Regions from separate parts of the Gossypium hirsutum genome. Here all the other regions are linked to region 3. A link is a contact called in public Hi-C data. All regions are on one chromosome and are shown on one strand. The core of a region is the stretch at or near the end of the contact, and the rest is flanking DNA. Distances in the headings are between cores, read along the strand shown. Region 1 holds the start of LOC107893959 (dynamin-related protein 5A). Region 2 holds the start of LOC107946967 (phosphatidylinositol 4-kinase gamma 2). Region 3 holds the start of LOC107962388.

Evidence for each region. Hi-C and Micro-C count contacts between places; a contact is called where the count stands out from the background.
Region 1: a contact with region 3 is called in a Hi-C map of leaf, with 4 times the contacts expected there. The contact joins the promoter of LOC107893959 here to the promoter of LOC107962388 in region 3. A contact is called at or near these places in 17 of 34 Hi-C or Micro-C datasets (anther, hypocotyl, leaf and 2 more).
Region 2: a Hi-C map of leaf shows a contact between it and region 3, with 1.8 times the contacts expected there. The contact joins the promoter of LOC107946967 here to the promoter of LOC107962388 in region 3. A contact is called at or near these places in 9 of 34 Hi-C or Micro-C datasets (anther, callus, hypocotyl and 2 more).

Annotation. Positions count from the first base shown.
Region 1 is chrA08:79,993,589-79,996,718 of Gossypium_hirsutum_v2.1, reverse strand. LOC107893959 (dynamin-related protein 5A) reads left to right here and starts at 1,265. Exons shown (of 16, transcript XM_016819120.2): 1 at 1,265-1,731; 2 at 1,831-1,894; 3 at 2,001-2,108; 4 at 2,193-2,294; 5 at 2,440-2,490; 6 at 2,760-2,821; 7 at 3,032-3,122. The coding sequence starts at 1,603. LOC107893957 (UDP-glucose 4-epimerase GEPI48) reads left to right here. Exons shown (of 9, transcript XM_016819119.2): 9 at 1-312. The coding sequence ends at 26.
Region 2 is chrA08:79,909,533-79,912,474 of Gossypium_hirsutum_v2.1, reverse strand. It overlaps LOC107946967 (phosphatidylinositol 4-kinase gamma 2), which reads right to left and starts at 1,556. Exons shown (of 3, transcript XM_016881485.2): 1 at 1,384-1,556; 2 at 1-1,060. The coding sequence starts at 1,058.
Region 3 is chrA08:80,129,796-80,132,809 of Gossypium_hirsutum_v2.1, reverse strand. It overlaps LOC107962388, which reads left to right and starts at 1,754. Exons shown (of 6, transcript XM_041074486.1): 1 at 1,754-2,837; 2 at 2,917-2,999. The coding sequence starts at 2,778.

The sequences.
Region 1 (3,130 bases), core at 16-2,515, 140 kb after region 3:
CTGAGTCAAACGGAGTGATGAAGTGAAGACACTGTGAAACCACCAATCTATAAAGACATTTTATGATCATAGGATTTTTATTTTTTATTATTGACAGGATTTTAGGTGATTAATTAATACGATTAAAGATGTTACGAATTATAGAGAAAGAGGAACATACTTAGTATAGGGATGCTTCAACTGCTCAGAAGCTTGTATTATACTGCTCCTCATTACTAGCAATCGTTTGTGGCTGTTACCAGTAGGAGTAAATTATCACATGAACACGAACTACACATAGATACTTGTAATGAAAAATACCATCATTGTTCATTTTTTTATTACATCCTTTATGATTGTTAATATTACAAAAATTTGAATTTTAAGTTTATTAAATGGTGAACCTCCAATCAAAGGAAAAAAACACACAAAAGTTGTTTCTGTAAGGCTAATAAAAATAAAACCCCTTAAATTAAAGCGTCATTGAATAATTATAAAAGTATAAAGATACAGGCCCACTACAAACGGAATATTGGACTAGTCTCCAAGTCCAACGGCTTTATATCGCCAATTTAATTAAATCCAATAAAGAAAAGAAAAAGGTTGCCATGCCATGCCATCTGTTATTGTGTAGTCTTTTAAATTTAATTTTGAAATGCCTTCCACTCTACACATACAAACAAAAATGTGAACTATAAAACCCAAATCTTAGGATTTCAATTATTAGCTTTTTGAAATTTAAATCTTTATGAGAAAATGTTAATTTAATCTACTTCCTTTTTTTTTTAATTAATAAATTCATTTATGATATTTTACTTATGTATGGATTGAAGTTATAGGAAGAAAGAAAAAGAAATCTAAGAGTTTCCCTTGTTTGATTAGCGGCTTTCTTTTATTTAGATAGGAAAAAGATAATGGAATTGAATATCTCAACAAAAAATAAAATAAAACTTTAACATGCAGAAAATCTTTTTTCCTTTTTTTTATATAATTATATTATAAAAAGATTATGGTTTAAAAATTAAATATAGTGATTTTTTTATTTGAAAATTACATTCTCTCGTTAATTTTAAGAATTCAAATAATTCATCTTCTTATTTTTTCTTTAAAATTATTAATCCAAAAATTCAACAATAAATCAATTTCAATTTATTTATCCGATTTCATAATTTTAATTAGAAAAATTGGAATTAATTTTACCAAGTAAGCTCTGTCGAGTCGAATATATTTTTACCTAAGCCAATGGCCTTATTTATCACTTTCCGGCCCGGAGTTTTTCCAGGCATTGTTTACTCCATTGTCGTAGCTAGACACGCCGTTTCACTTCAAAAATGCATACTAAATTCAAACACAAAATAAATCGGTGGTAAAAATAATATTTAAAATAAATAAATAAATAATAAATAAAACGCGCTTCACTTTTAAAGCCGAAGTCTCTTTATTCTTCCTCCATTTCAAAACTTCAAAAAACTGCTTTCTCCGGACGGAACTTCATTTAGTTCTCATTTCTCACTCAGATCTGACAGGTGCCGTTTCTTTACCTTTTCAGCTCAGATCTAGCTTATTTGAATCCGACGCTTGTTATCGTCGCCGGCACCCATCTTAAAAAAGAAAAAGAAAAAAATGGATAATTTGATTTCTCTGGTGAACAAGATTCAAAGAGCTTGCACTGCTCTTGGTGATCATGGAGAGGCAAGCGCCTTGCCTACTCTTTGGGATTCCTTACCGGCGATCGCCGTCGTTGGTGGTCAGGTCGACGCTCGATCTATCTTTTCCTTTTTCTATTTCTAGTCAACCTTTGTTTTCTTTTTTCTTTTATGATCTGCTGGTCTGAGATTTCAATATTAACAGAGTTCAGGGAAATCTTCGGTGTTGGAAAGCGTTGTCGGCAAGGATTTTTTACCTCGTGGATCCGGTAAAAACAATAAGTTATCGCTCTCAATCTATCCTTCATCGTTAAGCAACTCAAGAACTGATTCTTTTTTCTTTCATTCTGCTTTTTTGATTAAAAATTAATGCAGGTATTGTTACTCGTAGACCTCTGGTGTTACAGCTTCATAAGAGTGATGAAGGAACCAGAGAATATGCTGAGTTTCTTCACCTTCCTAGAAAAAGATTTACCGATTTTGGTAAATATCTTCTTATCGTTCTTTATTTAAGCAAAAGGAATTATATAAATCTTAGGGTTTAACTTTTTATTATCTACGTTATAGCTGCTGTTAGGAAGGAGATTCAAGATGAGACGGATAGAGAAACTGGGCGAACTAAACAAATATCTAGTGTTCCAATTCATCTTAGTATATTTTCTCCCAACGGTATGACCTGTTTGTAAAAATTATTTCTGTTTTCTTCCACTTTATTTAATTGTAAAAAGTCATCTTATTATATGTTATAGTTCTACCAAATCTCCAGTATATAAGATATTTTCTCTACTTATTTTTTTTATGTAATTTTATGCAGTTGTCAATTTGACTCTGGTTGACCTTCCTGGTCTGACGAAGGTAGCTGTTGGTAAGTTAACGGAAACGCCTAGTGAAAATTCAAAGAAAATTGCAATCCTTATAATGCTTTCTCTAATTTAGACTACCATATTTCCACGGGACCTAAAATAAGTATAATATTCAAATTTTAATTCTTTTTATTTCCCATGTAATAAAAAAAAAAAAAACCATAGCATTTTTGCACTTTATATACCCCAATTTCATTCTCTTCTGTTAATAAGATTTGCAAAAAGAATTATTAAATTATGGGATATTGATGGATTATCTTGCTAAATGCAGAGGGTCAACCTGAAAGCATTGTACAAGATATCGAGAATATGGTTCGCTCCTACATTGAGAAGGTAAAATGCGGCATGGCTGTTTCTTTTTTTTTTCAGTAAAATTCTCTAATGTGATGGCTATCAAGGTCTAGGAAAACTGTATTGTGGATAGTTTTTGTTGTAAATTATTGGTTCTTCTGTCCCTAATAACTTTGCAGTGTATATTCTTTTATCCAAGTATGAAAGCTGAATGGAATGTTCTTATCTTTGTTTGTTGAACTTCTTACGCAGCCCAACTGTATAATATTGGCAATTTCACCTGCTAATCAAGATCTGGCTACGTCAGATGCAATTAAAATTTCACGTGAGGTGGACCCTACAGGTAACCTT
Region 2 (2,942 bases), core at 307-2,806, 220 kb after region 3:
CCCAACATCTCACCAGACAAAGACCGAGGTCCACTCTTGGGATGATCCAATACATAAGCAGCCACTTCTCTCACAGCTCCTTCTCCAACCCTGGTGCCCTTTTTCAACCCTTCACCATTTATTGATGCAGGTAACCCCTGCGGATTGTTTACAGCCATTGGCTCCTCATCAATAGGCTTAAATATGGAAACATATTCAAACCCGGTCTTATTTTGCATGAAATAAGTACCTCCAGTCCCTTCAGATGATCTAATCGGGTGGTTTCCTGCCTGCAATCCTTCAAATGTGGAATTGATCATATCCCACGCAAAAAAAGGCAATTGAGCCTTAGGGTTAACGATAACAGGCTTCAACCAAATATCACTTAAAAATGGTTCATTTGTCACAATATGAAGCCCCTCGGGGTTGTCTTCTCCTCCTCCTACAATCCCTCCTTTTCTCTCATCCAAATCGCTCTCAGCGATAACCGAAAGTTCCAAATCTTTCTCAACGGGCTTAGCTCGAACTTTGGCTGATTTCTGAACCACCAAATGAATCACAGCATCATTATCTTTGCACAGATCATCGACTAACCTTTGGTCATCGACTTTTTCTCCGTTACAAAATATTTCTTGTTCATCGACATCCTCAAAACCCTTCCCTTTTCTGGCTATCCTCTGTTTCAGATACCCAACATTTCTGTTCCTATCAACATGCAGCTCAAATTCTTTACCGCAAGTTGACCGTACAGTGATGAGCAAGAGATCGGAAAGTTTCAAGACTAAATGCAAAACATTCCCACCCTTTATGCCGTAGTCTTTGACGAGTGAATCGTTACGAGCCAATTCTCTGCCTCCGAACACAAGCTTCTGTTTCTTCGCCACAAACCCTTTACAAGTCTGGATCCGAAGCTTCACGGAGGCTATTGGGTCTGACTCCAAAACCCGCATCGGAATCATCGAACCAGCAATCGAAAGGTAAATCAAGATCGAGTCACCCGCTTGGTTATTGCAGTAACCAGCAGTAGAGTGAACCGGTTCTTGACTCACCCGACTCAAAGCAACATCCGCAACGGACATTTCTGCAAATGTTATTTCAGACTTTTATTTTAATTTCCCTTTGCCAAAATCAAAACAAGCAGAAGAAAGAAAGAAATTGGAAAAAAGAAACAAATGGATGGATGTAAGCTAATTTTTTTTCTTTCAAACTCTGGCTCTGCAATAGTAGTCTGGAGACGGGGACATAGCTGCTGCAATGGCTGAAATCCTAATGTTTTTAGCTCAGGAGAGAAAGCGGATTCTTTACCAATGGAAAAGAATCGAAAGCAAAGGTTCAAAAATGGGAGCTTTTTAAATTGAACAATGGAAACAACAATAAACTGTAGAGGTGGGTGATCCAAACTACCCGATTAATTTACACTATTCGTCAATCTCATTTTTTTCCGATATTTGTGCTTTTTCCGTTTCTAATTTTACGCGGTCTTCTTGCCGGTTTTCTCCACTCCAGTGCTAAAACGGAAACAGTCGACGATAAGAGACTGGGGGAAGAACGGTAATGTAGCCGTTGCCTTTATATAAGGCTTTGACCCAACCGTGTATAACGGAGCCGTGTTTTAAAATTATTAAAACCACCCTTGCCCGTTAGACTATCAGTAACGGACGTTTCAGGTAAGAAGACGAGCTGTTCAGTTTACTAATATGCCATCCACAATTCACGTTATTACTTGGAAAAATGGGTCTACGTGTGTAATTAATGAGTAAATTTCACATAAATAACCAATAATGGAAATTTGTTTTTTTCTTAAAAAGGTATTTTGTATAATTAATATGTAGATTGTGAAAATTAATTTCCACAAGGTCATATTTAGAAATTTCAACAAAGAAAATATTAACAATCATTACTCGAAATGAGATTTTGTTCTCTACGGAGATAAAAGAATAGATGCTTAAGCTATCCATTTTTTAAGTATGGTCTTATCTACAAGTAATGTAAAGTTTTCCTTTTTCTTTTTCCAGATGTGATAACACTAAAAATATTGCTAGTATTAGCAAAATCATTTATTTAATTGATTTAAATGAAAAAAAATTGACAACTCATGAAATTAAGTAACTTGGTATGAAGTATGGATGATTTTTAGAAGGGGTAAATATGAAGTATATGTCACTTTTAGAAAAAAAATGGATTTTGGGTTAATTTTTTTGGATATTTAGGAAAATAAACTAATTTTGAAGAGAGAAAAATAGAAAATACGTCTTTTTTTTTTAAAATAAAACAAAGGATTACATAGAAATATTCATAAATGAGTTATCAAAAGTGCTTTCTTCTTTCTAGATCTCTTTAAACTCCCACGAGGTTGTTCGAACATATGCAAAGCTTCATTACTTGATAGAGCCTTTTTTTCTAAAGCGTCTACTATCCGTTTAGTCTCTTTATGGATATATCTCAAAGAACATTTTTTTTCAAATGTTAGAATTTGTTGAATACTCCTTATTAGAGTGATTTTTGGTCAATGGTAACTTTTCCCCACGGTTTTTTTTCCAATGGCTAAAGACAACTAGTTTATTTGCTATATAAACCTAAGTCATTTTCATCCTTTTGCATTCAAATCCCATCCTCCTAATTCTCTCAATTCTCAAGCATGGAGGAATGAGAAGAATATGAAGATGAGGAGCCAAAACCCCAACTACGAAGAAATCCTCCTCGCAACTGACACCTACTGCATATTTTTGTCATGTAAATTATCATTTACTTTGTTGACATTTAATTTATATTGTATTACATTTTTTCCATCTATAATGTACTTATTCCAATTATACAAAAAAGTTGATCTATTGTATTTTACATCAACAATATACTTATTTATAATCTAAGGAAAAAATAAAAATTTGGGGTATTGTATTCTATTGTAATTTTTATATCAATGGTGTATACTTATTTATTTACAATCTATGAAAAATTTGTTT
Region 3 (3,014 bases), core at 505-3,004:
TGCGCAGGATAGGTTAAAGTCAGACCATTGAATCAGCATCCTAGGTCGATCCCGAACTCAATGTGATGAGGTATATTAATTATTGGTAATGGCATGTACCTAAAATGTCCATATGTGTCATTTTGGATTGTCAATGTAAGGATGAAATAAGTAAATTTAGATTTAGTAATAGTATATGGTAGGAACTGGCTTATTTGGTAAGAATTTGAACTATTTGATAATGTATGTGAAATACTTAAAAAGATTCATCATATAAGCACGTAAAATGTCTAATTTGACATGTTTTAAGTAGGTTTGAATGTGATTTAAAGTGATCGAACTGAATTGACTGGTAATGCCCCGTAATCCTATTCGGGGGATAGATAAGGCTTAGGGGGTGTTACATGTGATACATTTAAATTATTGGATGTTATGATGTTTAAATGTTTTCGATTTTCAGTAATGTTCTGTAACCCTAATTCGACAACGGAGACGGATTAGGGGTGTTACAGTGACTTTGGTACATTATTGATCAAGTTGTTTGTTCATATTTGATTTATAAAGATTGTATGTTTTGTTTGAAATTATAGTATGAATGTGTAAAGTAGTTAAATTGGAAATCGCAAGTTGCAGTTTCATTAGAAATTGCAGAAATAGTTTGTCACGTCGCGACGAGATCAAGTTACCATGCTATGATGCAACGTCGAGTATTTGTCGCTGGGACGAGACCTAGTCAGTATGTTGCATTGCAACAAGGAACCCCTGACATCGCGACATCAACTTGAAGTTCTGAAAATGTTACAGTTTTGTCCTAATTTGATCTCGAGTTAGCATTATAACTTTCGAAAGCTCATATAAGACCTAGAAACGTATGTATATTATTTTATATACTCAAATTGCCTATAATTGAATGTTAATGGCGTGAATTGAATTATAAATTGTTTGTAGTTGCTTCGGTAACTAGTATAACATTTTATAGCTCAGACCTGGCGATCAGTTCGGGCAATAGGCGTTACAACAAGAGTCAAATGATGCCAAAGCCATTCTCATAAAATATGAAAGCCAAAATGATGAGATTTCAATTGTTGAAATATTCAAACCTGGCCATAATGGACTTGATTACACTGTTAAGAAACTTATATCTCCTTCAGTTTTTGTTAAATCTAAATACATGGTTGCTACTTCATCTTTTAAGGTAGGTAAAAAGAAGAATAAAAAATCTCTTTGAGTCCAAATATATAAGATCCCATTGTTACAATTTGATGAATGATCAAAAATGGAGAAATACAAGGAACATCTAATCAAATGATACAAGAGTTTATGGAACAATTACCTAGATGGCAACATGTATGCAAGATTGGAAGAAGTTTAGATCAGTTGCAAACATGTTATACAATAACTCGAAACAAGTGCAAACCGAGGTAATTTCAAAACCCATAAAAAAATGTTCAAGTGGCTTCAACCAATTGACTTGAGTCACTAACTAATATAGGTTAACAATTAATAAAGAAAATAAATATAAAGAGTGTACGAAATGAATGCAAGTAAAAGGAACGATTACAAATTAACCTCACTTATTCAACCTCAATTCATAAATTAGTAATTTATGTCAATTTAACTTGAATTTAGAATCAATTACTCAAATCCATCTCCAGCTTTAGGATAAGTTCTTAGAAAGCACAATTGCCACTGATGTATATTCCTCAGCGCCTCTAGTTATGTACTACAATTATTAGCTTTGTCCTTGACTATCAAGATATTCACGTGGAGGTTGTTACCTGAAATCAATTTTGGGTAATCTCTTGATTAGATCACCAAGGCACTAAGGCGAAAGTAAGGAACTACTCGGACTTACTTTCCCTTTAGAATTTCTATTTACCTATTTATCACTTAGAGTAAACAGCATACGCATAAATCAAAATTGTCGGTATGGTAGCAATTGTATTAGGCAGTGGATGCGAAGAGATAAATGATGGATCAGAGATTGGGCTCAAGGAATTGTTTGACTCAATCAAGCATCTAGCATTGATCAAAGGATCAACAGGGGCAGCGTTGGTAATGCAGATTATCAAGCCTTTTCTTTCACTCCATGAGCCGAAGGGAAAAAAGTAAGAGAAGATGGGTGTATAATGGTCTTTTAACATTAAACAATACGATCATACAGGAACGACTCTACCCACCGGTCATGGTTACGTACAAGTTTGAGGAAAGTCAAAACACTTCCCGTTAACACAACAGTGATAAGAGAAAAATTATCTCTTCATCTTTTGTTAGAAATTCTTTTTCTATAACCAAATCATTATCTGTTTCTTTCAAACTTATTCTTTCTTTTTCTGCTCCTGCTGCCTATACAAAAAGAGATCAACTTCTGTAAGCTCTGCAGAACCTTTTTTTTTTTTTACCTTATTTACTTTGGTTAATGGGAGTTTGGTTTTATTATTTTTCTTGCTTTGCTTTTAGTTTGTTGTTTTAGCTTTCGATTATGGGGCATAATTTGTTCTCTTTTTGTAATAGTTTGAGCTGTTAATTAGGGGTTAATTGATTCACTTTGATGTAAAAAAATTTGAAAATTCAATGGTTTAATTGTTCCCGGTTCATGAAAACCTTGTCCCTGTAAGTGGGCTAGATACGAATTATATGACACAGTAGATTTATGAGATTTTAATTCTAAATCTAGGAAGCATGAGTGATTGATTATTCTTGTGATATACATGTTATCTCAATATTGAAGGGTTCCGCTTTAGGATAGGTCCCGTAGCAGTTTATAGTCTCGGCAAAGATTGAGAAGTGGTGCATTCATGTTGAATCTGTTCAGTTTGCGGGGGCTGCCTTGGACTGGTGCTAATGGTCAGCAAAAGGTTCATTCAACAGCCTCTTTGAATTTCCCATTTGGTTGTCATTGATTATCATGCATCCCTTAGTCACCTCCATTTTCAGGTTCAGTTGACGGCTGCAGAGTTGGAATCACTTAGATCGGAACTCGCTGATATAGAAGAGAGAGAAGCTCACATGAAAGCTCGGTAAAGGAGAGCTGA